Regions from separate parts of the Mus musculus genome. Here region 2 is linked to region 1. The links are chromatin contacts, called in public Hi-C maps. All regions are on one chromosome and are shown on one strand. The core of a region is the stretch at or near the end of the contact, and the rest is flanking DNA. Distances in the headings are between cores, read along the strand shown.

What was found. Hi-C and Micro-C count contacts between places; a contact is called where the count stands out from the background.
Region 2: a Hi-C map of the N1E-115 cell line shows a contact between it and region 1, with 3 times the contacts expected there. The contact joins two enhancer-like sites. A contact is called at or near these places in 13 of 484 Hi-C or Micro-C datasets (the HL-1 cell line, the N1E-115 cell line, bone marrow-derived macrophages and 3 more), 1 of 115 datasets of contacts at active chromatin or transcription factors (embryonic stem cells) and 2 of 9 other capture datasets (embryonic stem cells and pancreatic islet).

The regions. Positions count from the first base shown.
Region 1 is chr5:67,174,407-67,182,019 of GRCm38.p6, forward strand. No RefSeq gene overlaps it. Among named protein-coding and RNA genes, the nearest start is that of Gm33293, 53 kb to the right of the region's middle. Within about 2 kb of position 4,070, at least 7 of the 459 cell types and tissues checked have an H3K27ac peak or open chromatin away from gene starts, as enhancers often do. A contact at or near this core is called in the N1E-115 cell line, where this site is marked.
Region 2 is chr5:67,032,798-67,039,511 of GRCm38.p6, forward strand. It overlaps Limch1 (LIM and calponin homology domains 1), which reads left to right. Exons shown (of 26, transcript NM_001001980.3): 22 at 281-402; 23 at 1,369-1,492. Among named protein-coding and RNA genes, the nearest start is that of Gm33040, 37 kb to the left of the region's middle. Within about 2 kb of position 3,859, at least 4 of the 459 cell types and tissues checked have an H3K27ac peak or open chromatin away from gene starts, as enhancers often do. A contact at or near this core is called in the N1E-115 cell line, where this site is marked.

The sequences.
Region 1 (7,613 bases), core at 2,820-5,319:
TTTTTGTCTTATTGACAGTGTCTTTTGCCTTGCAGAAGCTTTGCAGTTTTATGAGGTCCCATTTGTCAATTCTCGATCTTACAGCACAAGCCATTGCTGTTCTATTCAGGAATTTTTCCACTGTGCCCATATCTTCGAGGCTTTTCCCCACTTTCTCCTCTATAAGTTTCAGTGTTTCTGGTTTTATGTGGAGTTCCTTGATCCACTTAGATTTGACCTTAGTACAAGGAGATAGAAATGGATCAATTCGCATTCTGCCCCTCAACAGGGGAATGGATACAGAAAATGTGGTACATTTACACAATGGAGTACTACTCAGCTATTAAAAAAATTGAATTTATGAAATTCATAGGCAAATGGATTGACCTGGAGGGCATCATCCTGAGTGAGGTAACCCAATCACAAAAGAACTCACATGATATGTACTCACTGATAAGTGGATATTAACCCAGAAACTTAGAATACCCAAGATATAAGTTACAATTTGCAAAACACATGAAACGCAAGAAGAATGAAGACCAAAGTGTGGACACTTTGCCCCTTCTTAGAATTGGGAACAAAACACCCATGGAAGGAGTTACAGAGACAAAGTTTGGAGCTGAGACAAAAGGATGGACCATCTAGAGACTACCATATCCGGGGATCCATCCCATAATCAGCCACCAAACGCAGACATCATTGCATACACTAGCAAGATTTTGCTGAAAGGACCCTGATATAGCTGTCTCTTGTGAGACTAGGCCAGGGCCTAGCAAACACAGAAGTGGATGCTCACAGTCAGCTATTGGATGGATCACAGGGCCCCCAATGGAGGAGCTAGAGAAAGTATCCAAGGAGCTAAAGGGATCTGCAACCCTATAGGTGGAACAACAATATGAACTAACCAGTACCCCGGAGCTCTTGTCTCTAGCTGCATATGTATCAAAAGATGGTCTAGTCGGCCATCAGTGGAAAGAGAGGCCCATTGGTCGTGCAAACTTTATATGCCTCAGTACAAGGGAACACCAGGGCCAAGAAGTGGGAGTGGGTGGGTAGGGGAGTGGGTGGGAGGGTATGGGGGACTTTTGGGATAGCATTGGAAATGTAAATGAGGAAAATACCTAATAAAAAATTTAAAAAAAAAGAAGACTTAGAGACAAAGATTAGAAATCAGGAGGGTTCTCCAGTCAGTACTGTGGCAGCCCGGAGTTTAATTCTCTCAGGCTTTATAGACTTTACAGTATTGTGGGAAACAAAGCCACAAGCCAGCAGGGACAGCAGCTGATATACATTCAAGCTCTGGACCCAGCTGGAGGCCTCCCTATTGCTCCTTGTTTCTTCCTCCAAGATGAACAGGACATCCAGCCCCTTTCCTTGAGCTTCAAGTGTATCCCCTCTTCTTGTCCCGTGCATGAGCAGGCCAAGAAATCTGCCAGCAGGCCAGGGCCTGCCTTGACTCCTCCTGACAAGCAGGCTCTCACAGAAGCAGACAAAATGGTTCCCAATGGAAAACTAATATTGGGAGTAAAGCTTGCATTTTCTCTTGTACAGCCCTTTCTCATCAGCTAAGGAATAGACCGACAAGTTTGCTCACTAAACACACCTCCCGTGTGCCGTGTGCTGTGCTGAGTGCAGAGGCTACAAAAAAAAAAAAAAAAAAAAAAAACAAATGAGAAAACCAGTACAGTCAAATACATACAGTATGGTGCTGCATCACAGGGGAGGGATTAACCTCTCACCTCTTCTGATTTAAATGTCAATCACTCAGAGTGAGAGGCTCCCTGAATGATGCCAGTGTACACACAACAGCTTCCCACGTTGAGTTTTATAGAGGAGAATGATGGGTTCTTGAACAGCTGCAGCAGGAGACTGTGGTAGAGGAAGGCATCACCCTCCATGGGAACAGGGCAGCATAAGATTCCCTCAGCAGACAAAGGATACCTGAGAAGAGATAAGATGAATGCCAGTGTGGTTTTGTGTCTGCCATGGTCCAGGTGCCCCATAGAGACCCAGAATACCAGCTCTAGTTCCGTGCACCATGATAGTGATGCTCATGTGAGGTTTGAATAAGGCACAGGAGACAGGAAAGAAGATGAAGTACTAAGGCACGGGGGTGGGGCGGGACACAGGGCAAGAGCGGCAGGAACTAAGGCATCAGGAAGTCAAAAGGCAGAATGCAGGCCCAAGGAGCGGCGGGCCTGGAGTTCTGGGCATCGGATCCGGAAATGTTCCATTTCTTGGCATCCTCTACAGGTTTATCTCGCCTTTGACCCTGGCTGAAGTTGTGCGAAGCGATGGAGCCAGGCTTCTGGTATGGCCAGAACTTTCTAGTTCAAATCTTGATTTCTCCAGGCTGAGCAGGAATGTGCTAAACATGGCTGTCACCAATGAATGCTCACAGCTGGCCCAGGAGAGGAAGGGCCAGGTGGGAGCTACTTACGGCAGACTTGTCTGTGGCCCCTTCTCCAAAATGAGAAGGAGACAATGGGATGCCATTGTGTATCCAATCAACTCTCAATTATCCAGGGGCAGATTCTCCACTCTGTGGGTCCCCGCTACTCCCTTTGACTTCCCTCCAGCTGTCTGCCCTTTGACCGGTCTCCTGCCCATCAGAGCCCCGTCAGAGGGTGGGCAGGTGGAGGCAGGGGGAGGAAGTGAAACTCAGATCAGTCATTTTATGGCTGTTCCTTAGACATTCTTGCAAAAGAAGAATCGTTGGTTAAACCAACATTCGGTTTATTTGGGGTTTTAATTATCAAGACTCTGCCTCGTCCTGCCTCAGCATGGATAATTGGTAATTGGTTAAGTGATATTTATTCTATCTGTGGCACCTCTGCTATTGTATCTGCCTCGTTTCATTTTTAAAATACTCTGCATTAGTAAAAGCCACACTGAGATGATTTTCTTAATGCACTTGGAGTCCTGGTGCTTGGGCATAAAACGGACATCTCTATCCCCTACTTGTGAGGGGGCTCGGGAGGCGTTCCAGTGACTACACATATGTGGGATTTATGTCCACAGGAAGATTCTGGTAAGTGCTTTAAAGTTATGTTTCACAAGCAATCTAAACCTGAGACAGACACAGGGGTGTTTTTAAAGCTCACCTCTAAAATTCTGTGCAGTAAAAATAGGGGGTGGCTAGAGTTCTCGTCCTGCTCCTTCCAAGTGGCCCCTTGAATTTAAACATTATAGTTCATTCATGAGAATGAAACAAAGTTCTTTGCTATATTGAAATGAGAAAGTTGAGCTAACACACATCTATATGGAAAAGGTCTTTCTGTTTGAAGGTCACAACAGCATTTAAAAAGAAAAGGTAAAACTATATAAGGTGGGTGGCAGCGGCACAGCCTTCAATCCCAGCACTCAGGAGGCAGAGCCTTGTGGAACTTTGTGAGTTCAAGGCCAGCCTAGACTACATAGTGAGTCCTAGGACAGCCAGGGCTACATGGTGAGACACTATCTCAAAAAAATCCATGAAGACACAGGGCAAGACAGATGGCTTCATTTTATTATCAGTTTATAGTATGCAATGGGAAGAGTTTACATTTATATTCAGTTATAAATATGTTTATACTTATAATTATTTCCATGGTTGCTTTGTTTCCTAGAGCTTTTCATTGTGGATACCCCTGGTGTTTTGAGTTGTTTCCAGTCAACATATTTTCTAGAAGAGTGAGACCTGCCACAACTAGGCAGCACAGAGCAAGGCAGAGAGGTGACCTGGCTGCGACTCGGGCTTTAGGGTCAGAATAAAGGACTCTGGGTTTGAATAGGGCAGAAGCCAAAGAAGTATATAGCCAGCAAGTGTGAATCTGCCCTCCAGAGAACCCGTGGCTCTCCAACAGGGGCCTGGATATGCTCCAAGACTAGTTTCATCTCCTGACTTGGCCACATAGGTGTAAACTGTGGATAACTATCCCTGAACCTCAGTTATATCATGCAAAGAATGGGAACAGCAATGGGCTATCATCTCCGCAGGGATAAAATGCATAAGCATGCTTATCTCATCCATAACAATAAGCCAGCAAGGCTGCTCAGTATATCCAAGATTTGAATTGAGAGTGGACTAGAAACTATCAATTCCTGTCAGAAGTCCATAAGAAATAGAGAAAAGTTGTAAGAAGAAAGGATTCTAAGCACTGATCTCTGCATCAACGTGCTGGAGTATTCATTCCCAGATGAATAAATCTACTGGGTGTATTGAAGGGAGACTCTAAGCCTTCCTGGGGCAGAAGGTATTTCTTACCGAAATGTGTCTTGGCTCCAGTTGGCTTGACAGTGCATATGCCTTGCAAAGACAAATTTTGGCAAAGGGTCCTAACATGGTTTACGAAATCTTGTTCTCCCGGTTCCGAGCTAGGGCAGTTTGAGGTATCTACAGAAACACAGCTGTCTGGTCTCCGGTCTGTTCTGCATTTGCCTGCTTCCGTGAGTTATAGAAGTGCCACCTCCTGTTTGGGTTTTGCAGAAAATCTTTGGATTGCTCTGGATGTCTTGCCACGCTAATTAAATAAGCTATGACTAATTAAATGTCATAAGGCATGATGTAAACCTGTTAATGTCAGGGGAGATCTATAAAAACAACAATGGGGAAGGGCAAATTTGTCACATGTCAACATTTTTAGCTAATTTCCAGTAGTAAATAAGCAAATTTTATTTCAAATCTAAAAACCGTTTGCTGATGTGATTAGGGGAATCCTATATTTTTGTGCCTGATTAAGCTGTGGCTTAGACCAGGCAGGGGGTTGGGGGTTCCTGGAAAATCTAGCCTCTGAATAGTTAACTACCCATTTTTTCAATTAAGCATAATGTTATGTTAACATCCTAAAGAGGTAAATGATGGCACAGTAAATCCAATTAGAATACGTACTTACAACTGGATTCTCTTGCAATTTTCAAAAAGCCGACTGCGTTTTCTGTCTTGCCTGCTATTGTCGAAGCAGCCTGTACCACAAGTTGCTGCAACCCCCCCTGCCTGGTGTCTGTGTCTCTGCCTGGTGACCTCTGCTGTAAGAGCCGCCGCAGAAATCACAAACTCTCACATCAATTTGCCACAATTGGATGTGGCATCTTGCAGCTAATTCGATTTGGGAAGAAACGCACCTGGCTCTGTTTTTTCCCTATAGAACATGGAGGGAGTTCGGAGTCTACACAGACGCCATCTAAGCGAGGAACCCATGTGCTTTTCAAGGTCTAAGCAGTTTGTCTTCCTCTCCCCGAATACAGCCCCATGACAAAGGGAAGGGAGCTGAATTATTTAATGCAAATAAATAAATAAATAAATAAATAAATAAATAAATAAATAAATAAATAAATAAATAAATACATTAGATTGGGGTCAGGGAGGGAGAGAGAGAAACCAAAGAAGGAAAAGATACAACTGTTGTTCTAACTTCCAGGTCCCTCCCCTTATAAGAGAAGGCTACCCTCCTGGTTTGTTTTGTTTCAACTCTTTGTTTCCATTCTGATCAGCTCAATGCAACATCTCCTGTATCCTAGCCAGGAAGAAATGCCACCAAATCAGTAGTATTTGAGAAGAAACACACACACACACACACACACACACACACACACACACACACTCTCTCACACACACACACACACACAAGTAAAGCTACATAGGGTGTTTTCAATGTTTCAAACCGGTTTGAGGTTGTAGAAAACAGCCAAAATGGTCATGTGTTTAATATATTATTGATACATTTCCAGGTCTGAGGGCTGCTGTTGAACAAGAACTGCAAGTCTCTGGCCTTTTATTCAGTGACCCACATTTTATCTCGAGCATGCTTCAGATGTTGAACAACTAAATAATCAACAACAAACCCTACCTCATAAATAAGATGTCGGTTGAATATGTGAGGATGCTCCGGAGGAAGGGGGAGGGATAATTAGGGACTTGGCACAGTGGGTTTTCCCTCTTCAGTGCACTAGGCTACATTTATACAGAGAAGGACATTTCTGTAGAGGAGTAAATGAATGCTATGGCAGGAGTCTTCTCTATCCCATGTTGCTAAGAAATACATAAACCATGTGTCGTGTAAAGGTAAATATTCTCTGGAAAAGCAATCCGTTGTTTTAATTTATTTTATTATTCATTTTAATTGTATGTGGTGAAGGCACATATGTATCATGGTATAAGTGTGGAGGCCAAGGACAACTTACAAGAATCAGTTCTCTTCTTACATTATGTGGATCTAGGATTCAAACTCAGGTCCCCAGACTGGGCAGCAAGCCACCTTACCCTTGGAGCCAACTCACTGACCCTTAATTATTATTCTTCTTCTTCTTCTTCTTCTTCTTCTTCTTCTTCTTCTTCTTCTTCTTCTTCTTCTTCTTCTTCTTCTTCTTCTTCCTCCTCCTCCTCCTCCTCCTCCTCCTCCTCCTCCTCCTCCTCCTCCTCCTCCCCCTCCTCCTCCTCCTCCTCCTCTTCTTCTTCTTCTTCTTCTTCTTCTTCTTCTTCTTCTTCTTCTTCTTCTTCTTCTTCTTTTTAATCTGTTACTTTTAAGAAGGAGGCTATCCTGAGTCAAAGGTCACACATAACTTCCACCATAATGGTCAGACTTCATACCATAGCTGCACAATTTTAAAGTAAGGGAAGGATGAGAATTTTATTTTTTTTCAAGGGCAAAAAGGGGGCAGCTATTTCTAACTCAGCAACACGAGGGTAAGGATGACTCTGACTTTCTGTCCCCCTTCTCCTGTACTCAGTACCAAGTCAGTAACTGGGACTAAATTGTTTGGCTGAGTGACTGAGCCTTATAACTTCATGTCCAGGTCTCCTTTGTGTAGATAGACCTGGCTTCCCTCTCTCTGTCTGGGCAGCAGCCTGACGAGTCATGTGATAACCCAAGCATTTATGTGCCTGGCAAATTTGTGTTTAAAGGTAGAGGACCTGGGATTGTTGTTGCCATGGTTCCTTGCTATCTTTGTGCTTCAGCTTCTGCAGTATCTCAAGGATAGCCAGCTTGCCAGGAATATCCAGTCACAGAGATGAAGGACAACTCACTCATTTGAGGCTGCCGCTCACGAGTGGTACCATTTCCAACAAAAGGTGAAAGGAAGGAAAATTTTTGGAGCTAAGGAGCAGGAAGCAAAATCAAAATAAGTTCCCAGAACTCTCCCGATCCTACAACCACCATGGCTGAAAGTGGCTCAGAGCCTCTTCCTTGTTTTCTCTGAGCACGTGTGAACTCGTAGGTCACTAGACAGATCCATCCTCAGAAGCAGGAAGACACTCCAGACGCTCACTTTGCCTGATTTTCCATTTGAGTTTGTTGTATCCTCTGCTCATCTTCATGAGCCCCAGTGGCCTGGAGACACGATTATTCTCAAGGATTGCCTTAATCGTTCAGCACCTACACAGAGCGGGGGACTTGGTGAACAGTGAAGTTAACAATTAGTTAATTAGAGGGCACCGATATATACGTATATGTATGTGTATGTATAGTATATGTATAGTATATGTGTATGTATATGTGTAGGTGTATGGATGGAGAGGTTGTCTTCACACAGCAGAAGTCAAAATAGCAGGAGCTTAACCAAGAGAATTTGGTTTCAATCCTATGGGATTGTGGGTGCCAATCCCAGTGTTCCCAGAGACCCAAGTCTTTCTGCAGCTATTCTCAGAATGAGAT
Region 2 (6,714 bases), core at 2,609-5,108, 140 kb before region 1:
AGCTCAGAGAGCCTGGTGGGCAGGGAGGACCTTGGACACGATTATTTCCTGAGTGTGTTCAATTGATGGGAACTAAAAACGCAAAACACGTAGTATTTCGTAATGGTTTTAGATAGAGTTTAAAATAAACAGAGTAAGCAAACAGTCTATTTCTTTTCCTTAGATTATAATTGCTAGCCCCATGTCCTCAGGTACAGAAACAGTCATTTTAATCCAGTTGGTTTTATCTCTGCTCTGAAGTTTTGGGGTTTTTTGGTTTGTTTTGTTTTGTTTTTAACAGCCTAACTCCAAGTCCCTCGGCTAACCCTGAAATCTCCGTGTCAAAAGGAATCCATCAGGACCCGCAGCTGGAGGCAGAGGCTGGGGCCCCACACTGTGGTACAAACCCACAGCCAGCTCAGGGTAAGAATGAAGAGATAAATCCTAATATTTAAGGTACTGTAAACACTCACACTGTCCAGAACTGACCTCTGGTGGCTGCAAATATCTCCCCTAGGGCCCCTTACCTCTAGCTTCTGTTAACACATAACACATAAACTCCTGCCATGAGACCAGACTCAGCACACTGTCATTGGGGTCTGGGTGAGACCACAGCAGGTACTAGCATTTTAAAAAATAAAAACTATGGCTGGTGAGTTGACTCAGTGAGCAGAGAGCCTGAGGGCCTGAGTTCAAAGACTCGTGTAGTGGAAAGTGAGAAGCAGGTCCCAAAGGTTGACCTACACACACACAGACACACACACACACACACACACACACACATACACGCACGCACGCACGCACGCACACACGCGCGCGCGCGCACACACACGTACACACATGTACACCCCTGCATGTGCTCCTTCCTCACAATAAACCAATGTAATTTTTCAAAATTTAAAGGAAAGGGCTGGAGAGATGGTTCATTGGTTAATAGCAGTGGCTACCCTCTCAGAAGACCCAGGTTCGATTCCCAGGACTTCTTTGTCAGCTCACAATTGTCAATAACTCCAGGTCCAGGGGATTATGACGCCCTCTTACGGCCTCCATGGGCACTGCATGCATGAGGGTCACAAACATACATGAGGGCAAAACACCGACATACAAAATAACGATTTTCTTAAATCAAAGGGAGACTTTGAAAAAATTTAAGATTTAGAAAATAATCATCAACAGTTCATCCTTCCGATCTCCCAGTTCCACCATAACATAATCCTCCCTCCACCCCAACAACTCCTCTTGTGGACTAGACTCTGCCAAGCCCGACCGAGATGCTCGTGCAACGCAGCCCACACAGAATTACTGTTAAGGACCAGCGGGCATCGGCTCTTTAAAAGGAAAGTTAAAATGACTTTGCTGAACACGTTTCTGTTCCTTCCTTGGTCTCAGATCCACCTCGGAATCAACAGATACCAAACCCACCAACATCCACGTCGGAAGATGTGAAGCCCAAAACCTTGGCCCTGGAGAAAACCATCAATCATCAGATGGAGTCTCCGGGGGAAAGGCGGAAGTGAGTAAACTGATAAAATGGACATGGGGTTGGTTTATTTATTTATTTATTAATGTACTGACTTAAGTGGGAAGAGGTGTGGGATGGTAAGACGGCAGCTGCATCTTTGTGCTTTGTCTCCATTGTGCTTAAACCTGTTTCTCTCAGGGAGCCTTCCCAACAATCCTATGAGGTTGATAATCTCGGTTTACAATGAAGAGTTCAGGGAAGTTAACATATCTCACCCTCAGAATTGGACTGGTTAAATATTAGAGGACCTCCACACACAGCTTCGCAGCAAGGCCACAGCGGGGGCACACAATCACACTTCCAAAATCCTGGCATGCGTCATTATCCGAATCTCATCCCGCCTGGATCTGGACTGTGGGCTCAGATTTTGTCTCTGCCACTCACACAGGGTTTAAGCAACTGTCTTAGGTTTTGTTTCCCTGCCTTAGTTTCCCCGTTATCTAGTGGGGATGAGCCTGGTACCTTCCTCACAGACTGCCCGGCCTGGCAGATCACCAACACTGCAGTGTGAGTCCCATGGTGGCATGTTAGCTTTTCTCCCTTCTCAGCACCGTGCTGAGCTGATACTCCCCCCCCCCCCTTTGTCTCAGACAGCTTCCGTGTTCATGGCTGTGTACCTGTGGCTCCAGAGTTGACAGGAGCTTCAGATCAACTAGATGGGATTGCTTGTATTGGATATTGCAGGGATTTTCAGCCTTTTTTTTTTTTCCCTCTCAAGCCATGGTGCTAACATTTTGGAAATGGGACTTTTGAAGAAGACAAGTGCCACCTGAGAGGGAGGCTGGGTGGGTACAAGTGCCACCTGAGAGGGAGGCTGGGTGGGTACGGGCTCGAGGGATCTCACGGCTCGTCAAGCAGCCAGGAGACAAGAGCGATTCTGTCCGTCTCTGTGTTCTAGTTTTCCTTTCCTTGCACTTTTCTCTGTCCTAACTATTTCTTCACCCATGAAATAAACTTTTCAAAGCTGACGACCTGATCCCACATAGGGCTCCTAAGCAGCCTACGCCTGCATGTCATACTGGCAACACCAAATTAGGGCCCTTCTGATTTCTTACGGCCTGATGAGAGTTAAACAGTCTCAAAGGTATTCATTGCAGGCCTCTACGGCAGGGACTGTGACTTCCTCTAAGATTGGCCCTGTTAGCTCGAGTAGCCATGTGAATCTATCTGTGTGATTATTTTTTGAGATCTTTACCATAAACTGACTTTAAAAAAAAAAATCTCCCCTGAACTTCTGAGCTGCCCTTAAGAGTTTGCCCTGGATCTTTAGTCATCTTTCTGTCCCACTAGACCTGTGGTTTTCACATAAAACTCAGTATGCAAAAGCAGCTCTGCCAATGGTGTAAATAACACGCAGTGAAGACGAAGCCACCGGAATTCTCCTGCCTAAGCAGCAGGGCCTGTGTGGTTTTCATTTACGCACGTGTGCATTCCTTCTAGACACAATTACTAGTTTTGCTCCAAAGCGAAAATAAATAACAACCAACCACGGTAGCATGTGTTCATAACCCCACCCTTGAGGGGCTGAGCCAGGAGGAACACTAAGTTTGAGACCAACCTGGGCGCCATAGTGAGACCTTGTCTCAATTGAGCAAAGATGTCAGCAGGGGAATCCTTTGTGGCCTTTTTGTTGTTTCTGTTTCTGTTTTTGTTTTAAGCTAAAATGTCTTTTTTACCGTGGCTTCTGTTGACTTTCCGTAACTGTGGGTTCCTTTACCGTGTTACAGGAAAAACCCTCGAGAGAACTTCCGGGCTGGGCCCCTGTCCCCATGCCCTCCCACCCCTCCCGGCCAGTCTCCAAACAGGTACACGAGGTCAGCAGGCCTCTCTGAGGCTGTTTTGTAGTCCTGCACTCAATGGGCGTAATTTTGGCCATATCAGTGCTTGTCGATTGACGCTGGCCCACACCCCTTCCCCACACACACAGAGGGAAGAGTTAAGAGAACATTTCTCTGCCTGCAGATTCATCAGCCCGGGGTAGAAAAAGTCAGATGTGTGGTGCTGGCTATGGCCATTAGGTCTTAATGACATTGTGTGGAACCTCTAATCTAATAATAAAGTGCACCAGACAGCTGCCGGGCTCCTGCTGCAGTGCCTCTGCCTCCAAGACTCCCAACCCTTATAGGGCAATGGGCTGCTGGCTCCTCCAGAGAACCAGGGTGAGGCTGGGAAACAAAACTCCCGTTCTCTGCTTCAAGCTCTCCCTGGATCACTCACCATAGCCCTGGACATTAGTCGGTCCCCACTATATCTTTAAAAGCTGCCCAAGTGTCCATCTGTCACAGGCACAGATGACTGGGGACTTAGTGGTTTTCATTGATAGATTTCTTTTCATGGCTAGAGTGTGACATCATCTCTAAGGTTTGATGAGGACAGCTCTTCCTCCTCTGGATGTCTGCCCTTCTGTTTCCTCTGTCAGCTTTGTTCTCCTGTAGCTTGCAGACGGACACATGCTTGTAAACTTCTAGAGCTTTGCAGCTGTGGGCACCATGGGGAGCTGATCTTACAGAAGCTGCAAAGCTTCTAAGAGAGGACAGCCCTGCAGTGGCACCTGTAGTGGCAGGTGGACAGTGTCCAGGGCTGTAGGTGGTGGAAGGAGGTGGGTTCAGTCCCAGGAGTTGGCAATACAGATAGAAAAGAAGTATCTATCTTTGCAGGCTCAGTGTCTATTCTGGAGCACACAATAGGGGTATGGCCAGCCCTCTCCTTTTGTAGGTAGAAGGGAGACCTAAACAGAGCATTCTGCAGTGTTCCCCATGAACTCAGGGCAGAGCAGGAACCGTATCCCTGAAGCCTCCACAAGGCAGCCTCCTCTCCTATATCATAGTGGACTCTTTGTAAAAATGAAAGGCCATAGCAGGCCAATGCACCTTTCATGGGAACTGCTTGTACTAGCTGGTTTTGTGTGTCAACTTGACACAAGCTAAAGAGAAAGGAGCCTCAGGTAAGGAAATGCCTCCATGAGATCCAGCTATAAGGCCTTTTCTCAATTAATGAGGAAGGACCCAGCACATTGTGGGTGGTGCCATCCTGGGCTGGCAGTCCTGTAAGAAAGCAGCCTGAGTAAGCCATGAGGAGCCAGCCAGTGAGCAGCATCCCCCCCATGGCCTCTGCATCAGGTCCTGCCTCCAGGTTCCTGCCCTGCTTAGGTACCTGTCCTGACTCTCTCCAATGATGGACTATGATCTGGAAGTGTCAGCCAAATAAACCCTTCCCTCCCCAGTTTGCTTTTGGGACATGGAGTGTCATCATGCCATGCAGCAATAGAAACCCTCACTAAGACATTGCTGAAGCTACCTCAGAACCTTGGTGTAGTGGCTATTCCTGGTTGTCAACTTGACAATATTTGGAATGAACTACAATCCGGAATTGGAAGGCTCACCAGTGACCCTTATCTGGAGGCTTGGAGATCCTTATCTGGATCTTGGTTTGAAGATCTTGAGCCATAGTGGCTATGGATTCCAGAAGATTGAATCTCCGAGTTAAGGAACACACCTTTAATCTGGCTATGCCTTTCATCTGGGATTAAAGGTGTGGTGGAACACACCTTTAATCTGGGCTACACCTTTTGCTGGAGACAATATAAGGACATTGGAAGAAGGGAGTCTAGCTCGAGCCCTTGCTCCTTCGCCTGCTTGCTGCGTGAGACTGAGTAACTGCTAGATCCTTGGACTTCCATTCACAGCTGCGACTGAACAATTGTTGGGAATTGGGCTGCCGACTGTAAGTCATCAATAAATTCCTTTACTATCTAGAGACTATCCATAAGTTCTGTGACTCTAGAGAACCCTGACTAATACAGAAGTTGGTACCAGGAGTGGTTCTAGAGTAACAGAAGTACAAGGATGAATCTTTTAAAATTCTGGAATTGGCTTGTTGATCCACCAGCACTTTCAACTATTGAAACCTCTCCAGATTCTCTCCCTCCTGGGAGCTCAGAGAATTTTGAAGACCCATGGTTGAAACTATATTCCGAACTTAAAGAAGCTAATGCCCTTGATTTTCTTAATGAATTAGGTGATTCAGTGCACAAAGCTTTCTACAAGATGGGGAAAAAATCGAAAAATGATTTTACTGGCTGGCTGCTCTTAGTATCTGTGGAAAAAATGATGAATGAAAGGAAGGAGTTGTGTGATAAAATCGAAAGGCTCCAGACACAAGTAAACGATCTAAAAGTTGCTAAGTGTGTCCTTGAGGAGAATCTTCTCTCTTGTAGCAATAGAGCTCAAGTTGCAGAAAATCAAACAGAAACTCTCATTGTAAGGTTGGCTGAACTACAGCGAAAATTCAAGTCTCAGCCTCAGAGTGTGTCGACAGTTAAAGTAAGGGCTCTAATTGGCAAAGAATGGGATCCTACAACATGGGATGGGGATGTGTGGGAAGACCATGTTGAAGCTGAGAATTTTGAATCCTCAGATTCTCAAGGGTTTGCCCCACCTGAGGAAGTAGTACCCTCAGCCCCACCTCTTGAAATAATGCCTTCCCCACATGAGGAAATTAATTTTGCAGAGTCTGCTCACGGCCCACCAATAGTTTCTTCTAGACCTGTAACCAGACTCAAAGCAAAACAGGCTCCTAGAGGGGAGGTAGAAAGTGTAGTCCATGAGGAAATTCGCTACACTACTAAGGAGCTTAATGAGTTTGCTAATTCATTCAAGCAGAAACCTGGTGAATATGTGTGGGAATGGATTTTAAGGGTGTGGGATAAGGGTGGAAGGAACATAAAACTAGAGCAGGCTGAGTTTATTGACATGGGTCCTCTGAGTAGAGATTCTAGGTTTAATACGGAAGCTCGCATAGTTAAAAAAGGTGTCAAAAGTTTGTTTGAATGGTTGGCTGAGGTGTTTATCAAAAGATGGCCTACTGGAAATGACTTGGAGATGCCTGATATTCCATGGCTTAGTGTTGATGAAGGGATTTTAAGACTTAGGGAAATTGCAATGCTAGAGTGGATATATTGTGTAAAGCATAATTGTCCACAATGGGAAGGTCCAGAAGATATGCCTTTCACCAGCTCTATAAGACGCAAATTGGTGAGAGGGGCACCAGCACATTTGAAGGGTTTTGTTCTTTCCCTTTTCCTTGTGCCAGATCTTAGCATTGGAGATGCTTCTGCTCAATTAGATGAATTAAATTCACTGGGTTTAGTTGGATTCCGAGGTAACAAGGGCCAGGTGGCAGCATTGAATCGCCCGAGACAAGGTGATTCTAGT